Linked DNA regions of Mus musculus: region 1 is linked to region 2. The links are chromatin contacts, called in public HiChIP or PLAC-seq maps. All regions are on one chromosome and are shown on one strand. Each heading gives the region's core, a stretch centred on a gene start, on an enhancer-like site or on the middle of the called end of the contact. The rest is flanking DNA. Distances are from core to core; before and after follow the strand shown. Region 1 has its middle 13 kb from the start of 4930480C01Rik. Region 2 overlaps N4bp2 (NEDD4 binding protein 2).

Evidence for each region. HiChIP or PLAC-seq counts read pairs in DNA pulled down with a chosen protein or histone mark.
Region 1: an H3K27ac HiChIP or PLAC-seq map of double positive thymocytes shows a contact between it and region 2, with 6 read pairs. The contact joins two enhancer-like sites. A contact is called at or near these places in 12 of 39 promoter capture datasets (the 3T3-L1 cell line, the HPC-7 cell line, embryonic stem cells and 7 more), 1 of 15 datasets of contacts at CTCF or cohesin (large pre-B cells), 2 of 484 Hi-C or Micro-C datasets (bone marrow-derived macrophages and centrocytes), 4 of 115 datasets of contacts at active chromatin or transcription factors (the 230-238 cell line, double positive thymocytes, embryonic stem cells and 1 more) and 4 of 9 other capture datasets (adipose tissue, embryonic stem cells, liver and 1 more).

What each region holds. Positions count from the first base shown.
Region 1 is chr5:65,936,669-65,940,025 of GRCm38.p6, forward strand. It overlaps a transcript of Chrna9 not described here. Among named protein-coding and RNA genes, the nearest start is that of 4930480C01Rik, 13 kb to the right of the region's middle. Within about 2 kb of position 1,558, at least 37 of the 459 cell types and tissues checked have an H3K27ac peak or open chromatin away from gene starts, as enhancers often do. A contact at or near this core is called in double positive thymocytes, where this site is marked.
Region 2 is chr5:65,788,774-65,792,300 of GRCm38.p6, forward strand. It overlaps N4bp2 (NEDD4 binding protein 2), which reads left to right. Exons shown (of 20, transcript NM_001024917.1): 6 at 1,245-2,397. The coding sequence starts at 1,256. Among named protein-coding and RNA genes, the nearest start is that of N4bp2, 27 kb to the left of the region's middle. Within about 2 kb of position 2,233, at least 37 of the 459 cell types and tissues checked have an H3K27ac peak or open chromatin away from gene starts, as enhancers often do. A contact at or near this core is called in double positive thymocytes, where this site is marked.

The sequences.
Region 1 (3,357 bases), core at 308-2,807, 150 kb after region 2:
GTCTTTGGAATGAGTCTTTCACCTTATCAACAAAACCAAACAAAACAAACAAAAACAAAAGCAAAAAGAAAACAACCTTCAGGTGAAATCTGCAAGTAGAAAAGGCACTATTTACCAGCTATTGTGATTTACCCGAAGTTGACTGGATTCTTAAAATGAATGTTCCTTTTGCTTTCACAGTAGTTTAGAAAACACTGGGGGGCTGGCTATGAAGGCTGACACAGACTGCTCTTGCATGGGGCATGAGTTCTGTTTCTAGTGCCTACACCAGGTGACTCAGAACCACCTGTAATGTGACTCAAGTTCCAGGTGATCCGATGGCCCTGCCTCTGTGACATGTGCACATGCCTCCATTCCACCCCATATAATTTTTAAAGGACATTTTACACTAGCTTATAGATCCTGTATTAATTGTTATGATACATGGGTTGCTGCGACAAGACGGCTGTTCTCCCACAGATGGGGAAGTTAAGAGTGGAGACAGCTCACCCAAGGTCACACAGCCAGCAAGTGGCAGAGTTTAGGGTTTCTCTTACCCCGGCACCTGTCACCATTATTCTTAGAGATGAGAAGTCACTTGGACACATAGCACGCACTCCAGTTCAGATTGCCAGCTTCCCTCTGGGTTGTTTCCGACAGGTGCATTGTGACCCTCTGGGCATTTCAATGATGGTCCCCCCCGCCCCCGGCTTTTATTTCTGTCCTGGAATTTGCAGCCTTGACTCATGAGGAATGCATTCGGGAGCATTCAGGTTTAGGGAGACAGACATTCTTCTTCAGCGACAGAAGAGGAAGAAAAGGAAGAAGCAGAGAGAGCTCAGCTGAAGGGGAGGAATTGTTCTAGCAGGGGTGGGAGTCAGAGCCACTTCCCTCTGACCTGAAAGGCTGGGGGCTCCCCTCTGCCTCCTGTCTTGGGTCGAAGTAATTCTGCAGGTCAACCAGTTGCAATGCCAGCTTTTGTGAAAAGTCTCCTGAAATCTATCTAACTTGTTTGAATGTCATTTTCCTGTCTAGAAAACGGAGATGGTGATGTTGTCTTCTGCACTGGGCCAAAGAGGATTTAAGAGAGTAATTCACTAGCTGAAGCAATTTGATTTTCTACTGAGAGGTTCTATGCATGTATAAATGGTCACATATCAGTGATATTTACATATCAGTGACATGTAAATGACACATACAAATCATTATCAATTTTAAATTATCGATAACATTATCAATTATCAGTACATATCCGCTATATATATATATATATATAAATGATAATAAAATATCAGTCAAAATTTCAAAGATCTTAGTGATTAGCACAAGAGAACTTTAAGAAAACATTGGACATGTTGTAGCTATGACAAAAAGTAGATTCGAGAGAAGGAATGTCTAAGACCAGCACGTAAAAACAGTAGAACCAGCCTCCTTTTTTCAGGAAGTGACTCCATTTTGACAAAGTCTTGGGCAATATGACGTTGGACACAGAAACCCAGGAGACCTGAGTCTATACTGAGACCTGAAGTCATGTGCCTATGAGGAACCCTGGACGGTCATCTCCTGCTGCCCTCTGCTGGTCATGGGTGATTCCTGCATCTTGAGAGGAGGTTAGAGAGAACCTGTGTGCCACCACCCTTCCTGGCCCTCTCTTGCCTCTTCTTTTCCCATCCACAGTGGTCCCACTGAGGCTTGGCCTACAGCCTTCAAAGTGTCACTTTCTCTGCAGCATACCTAAAGGTCCCCCAGTTCTCCCTAAGTTCTTATAAACTGGCAGAGAATGCTGAGATGCTCAGGAGTAAAGAACCAGCGAGAGAGCTTTCCTGGAGAGCGTTTGTTCTAAAGAGTAAACATTTGTTTTAATGATTTAACAAAGCAAGTAAAGTCTGGCTTAGCAGTGCATGCCTATAACCCCAGCATTTCGGAGACTGAGGCAGAGGGATTGCGCTAAACTCAAGGCTACTTGGCTACATAATGCGTTCTAGGCCAAGCTTTGTCTAAAGTGAGACCATGAGACCATGTCAATAAACAAAAGTCAGAGGAAGTGAAATGCAGGCTAGCCTCAAACTCACAGAGATCCACCCGCCTTTGCCTCCTGAGTGCTGGGATTAAAGGCGTGCGCCACTGTGCCCAATGGCCCTCCTCTTTAAGAAGGAATCAAGCTTTTAGGGATGAAATCTTTTTATTTCTTTCGTGGTAATTCTGGAAGAAAATTTCAAAAAAAGTTTTACTTTTTTTTTGGTATGAGATTGATTTTATTTTACTTGAAAATGAAAAGCTGAAATTACTGGTTTTATAAAAAGTTTAAAAAATGTAGTTTTTGCTCATACAAATATAGGCAGCCAAAGGTAGGGGTGGTAACTCCAGGTACATCACTGGGGTCGTTCTACCTTTCTATGTGGGGGTAGATATGGGCAATATCCGTTGTATATGTAAGTAAATTTTTCAATAATGAATAAAAGATGAAAAACATATTGAATGAAAAAATTAGAGATAAACAATTCACAAATTTCAAATTGACACTGTTCTTAGTAGCATAATAAAATCTCCTGCTGGCCTGCCACCCAGGAGGGGAATTGCTCCTTTGTCCAGTGTATCAATTCTGTATGGTCCCTGCCCACTGGATACATAGTAGCCATCTCTTTGTCAGATCAACCGCCCACATCCCGTGGTACATGCATTTAAGTATCTCTCCCACACTAGCCTAAAGCTATGCTAATTTCATCTTTAGGCTCTGTATCCTCTCACATTGCTGGAAGAAGAGTGAATACAAACTGCAATTCAGTAATCAGGGCTTGGTGGCTCACTCCTCTAATCTCAGTACTTAGGTGGCTGAGGTAGGGGGGCTGTAAAGTGAAACCTTGTCACAGAATGACAAGAACTGTTTGTTCCTAGAAAGAAACTGTATTTTATAACTTTAATTGCAGTGGATTGTCACAACTGTTCTATTTTACTACCATTATTATTGTTAATTTCTTTTTTCTTTCCTTTTTTTTTTTTGTTTGTTTGTTTTTTGTTTTTTGAGACAAGGTTTCTCTGTGTAGCCCTGGCTGTTCTGGAACTCACTTTGTAGACCAGGCTGGCCTCGAACTCAGAAATTCACCTGCCTCTGCCTCCCAAGTGTTGGGATTAAAGGCATGCGCCACCACTGCCCAGCCTGTTACTTTCTTTTGTACTTGATTATAAATTACTCATTATATATATATATATATATATATATATATATATATATATATATATATATATATACATGTGTGTGTGTGTGTGTGTGTGTGTGTGTGTGTGTGTATGCATGGGTATTGTGCATGTGAATGTGTGGACTGCAGACTTCAGAAGAGGGTATCATGTTTCCTGGTGCTGGGGTTACAGGCAGTAGTG
Region 2 (3,527 bases), core at 983-3,482:
TTCTTCCTTCTATTCGTCACACAGAACCCTGTGAACTAACTCTCCAACCAACTTCTCTGAATACTTAAACAGGTCTTTCCTTTCCTTTCCTTTCCTTTCCTTTCCTTTCCTTTCCTTTCCTTTCCTTTCCTTTCCTTTCCTTTCCTTTCCTTTTCTTTTCTTTTCTTGTTTCTCTTCTCTTTTCTCTTCTCTTCTTTTCTCTTCTCTTCTCTCTCTTCCTCTTCTCTTCTCTCTCTTCCCTCTTCCCTCCTCTTCCCTCCTCTTCCCTCTTCCCTCCTCTTCCCTCCTCTTCCCTCTTCCCTCTTCCCTCTTCCCTCTTCCCTCTTCCCTCTTCCCTCTTCCCTCTTCCCTCTTCCCTCTTCCCTCTTCCCTCTTCCTCTTCTCTTTCTGAGACAGGTCTCACTGTGTAGCTCTGGCTGGCCTGGATCTCACTATGTAGACCAAGCTGGCTTTGAATTGAACTTACAGAGATCCCCCTGCTTCTGCCTCCCATGTGCTGGGATTAAAGGCAGTTTTGTATTTTCAAGCTTGGCTTTAACTTTTGTCCTATTGGCAACTTGATTAGTCTTTTTAGTGCTAGATCATATATATTACATTATGTGAAATCTTGTTTTATTCTCCTTTCCATCACTGTAGCATTTGCACATTGTTAAAAAGTATACATTGTTTAATTTATATTATGATATAATTATATTTTAATATACACACCTTTATATTCGATTTATACTTTACAAAATCATATCAAAAATTCATCTTCATTTTTGTATAAAGTATCTCTGATGCATATATTTTTTATACTGTGAAATATGTGGTATAGACTGTGTAAATGAGTAAATGTTTACTAAGAGAATACCTACTTAAAATACTTAGTCCTTAAATGGACATCCAATAGATAAATAACTGTTGAATGTATCAACTGACTTTAGGATCTTTATACATGACCCTATCATATAGAGTCTATGTATATACTCATTAAACTGTTCAATTTGTACTTGACAGTAGCTTATTACAATTGAAAAGAATACCATTCCATGGCTCTATCATTAATACTTCTCTAGTGTAGATTTTGATGTATTAGAGTAGTGTCAGTTTTTAAAAGATGACTTGGCTATTGATACATTTTCAATGTGTGTGTGTGTGTGTGTGTGTGTGTGTATATATATATATATATATATATATACACACACATACATACATACATACATACATTTGTTGTTGTTGTTGCTGTTCTTGTTCTCATGCAGTTGAAAATGCCATGGATTGTCTGTTAGAATTGTCTGCCACTGATGCCAAGGGGGCAGAGTCGTCTGCACAGACTTCTGGTGATCGTGACAGCAAGCCTGGTGCAGCAGGAAACTCAGTAATGGAGACGTGCCATCCCGAAGGCGAGGGTGAAGATTCCAAGCTGGATTCATTTTTGGATATGCAGCTAACTGAGGACTTGGATTCCTTAATACAGAACGCTTTTGAGAAATTAAACTCTCCTCCTGATGACCAAGTATACCCATTCTCACCTCTGCAAGATGCTAATAGTTTTAACGACCCTTCCACCTTTATGAACTCAGATTCAAGTGGCATGACTTCTCTTCTTTCTGTACAGAGCACGAGCTCAAACAGCGAAACTCTCAAGAGTTCTGCTTCTTTACCAGGTTCAAACCCACCAACTTCACATTCAGTTTTGAATGCGCCTGAGAGTTGTGCAAAATTGGCATTGGAAGGGGGCTACTCAGAAGGCTCTCCTCTCAGTAGCTCTGGAAATCCAACAAATGGCTCTGTTAGAGGTTGTGGCAATTTTAGCCAAAGACAGAAAGATCTTTCAGAATCTGAGTGTCCTAGTGCGCAGCATTCTCAAGCCCTTGCAGATTTGGGCAACAGTGACCCTCAGGCTCCTTCAACTCACCCTCTGCACAATTCAGGGTCTGACCTACCAGGTACAGATGGGGATCAGAAGTCGGCTTCTGCGCCTGATGTTTTTGTGCCCTCTGAAGGGTTCAATTTCAAGCCGCACAAACATCCTGAACTGCCACCAAAGGGGAAGGATATGAATTACTGCCCGGTGCTCACCCCTCTTCCCTTACTCCTTCCGCCCCCGCCCCCACCACCGATCTGGAACCCGATGATCCCTGCTTTTGATCTCTTTCAAGGAAACCATGGCTTTGTAGCCCCTGTGGTGACCACAGCTGCTCACTGGAGACCTGTCAACTACACGTTCCCACCCCCCATCATCTCCCACAACTCTCCAACCAAAGTGTGGAGAGGCGGTGAGGGAGCCAGTGCTTACCAGGTGCAGGAGGCCCCAGCGTCACAGCCTGTGAGGAAGAAGGCTACCTCCTTCGTTGGCTTAGTTCTCGTGCTTCTCAGAGGGCTGCCGGGCTCAGGGAAATCCTTTCTGGCAAGGTAGGAAGTTTTATTGACATTTGTTAGAAGGTATAGTGCACGGATTGGTACAGCTAATGTGAATTTCCAGAACACATCGTTAATAACTGCTCAACATCGTTAATAACTCAAATTTTTTTTTGTGATCTTTTAAAAGATAATAATCTTCAACCAAAAGTTTTTATTGTATTCTTTTTTCTCATACAGTTTTGACAGAAGTAAAACTAAAAAAAAAAAAAAGTTTCAAGTTAAAGATAGTTTCAAGATACTAAGACTATGAAATACTTTCTGTGGATGAAAGCTAATTTGACTAGGAGAAAGATGAGGTTAACTTTGTTTATGGAGTATAAAAACCAGACTTGAAAATAAGAACAGAAGATCCACAGTTGATTTTGAATTTAGGAACAAAAAAAGGTGAATAAATGAATTCTACTGATGACTAGAAGTTGAAAATTATAGTGTGTTAAATAATGTTTTAGAAACTTGATTTTGAACTGGGCATGGTGGTGCATGCCTTTAATACCAGTCCTGGGAGGACAGAGACAGGCTGATCCTTGGGTTCTAGAACAGCCAGGACTACACAGGGAAACCTTGTCTCAAGCCACAGAAAACAAGTGAACAAAAGAAACATAATTAGAAGGAAGAGAAGTGAATAGTAGTAATTATAGAACTAACGATTTCAAACTATTTATTTATTTTTGATGTTTTGAGACAGGGTCTCACTGCATAGCCTGGACCTTATATAGACCAGGCTGTTGTTCTCTTTGCCTGCATAGTGCTGGGGTTAAAGGTGTTAATCATGTGTTTGTTACCACTCATGGCCCAGAACTTCATTTTGTGGAAAACACAGTTCCTTTTGTTTATGTCTTTATGCCAAGTCAGTTGTTAGTGCTTTGATGTGGGAACCAGAATCAGGGTTAGACTGCCCCGCAGAGATGGCTTCAAGGGTGTCCTTCAAGGGCGTTTGCTTCCTTAGTTTCTCTCTTGAGCCCTTGGCCATTACATTTTAAGATGTATTTGCTTTTTTTCCTCCTGAATTTGAATTTTTTTTGGTAGCCATAGACTGTGTGTGTTTTGAGATGGGAGATCTTGTATCCCAGTCTGTTCTTGTTCTTACATTCACCGTGTAGCCGGATTCATGCATTTTCTGT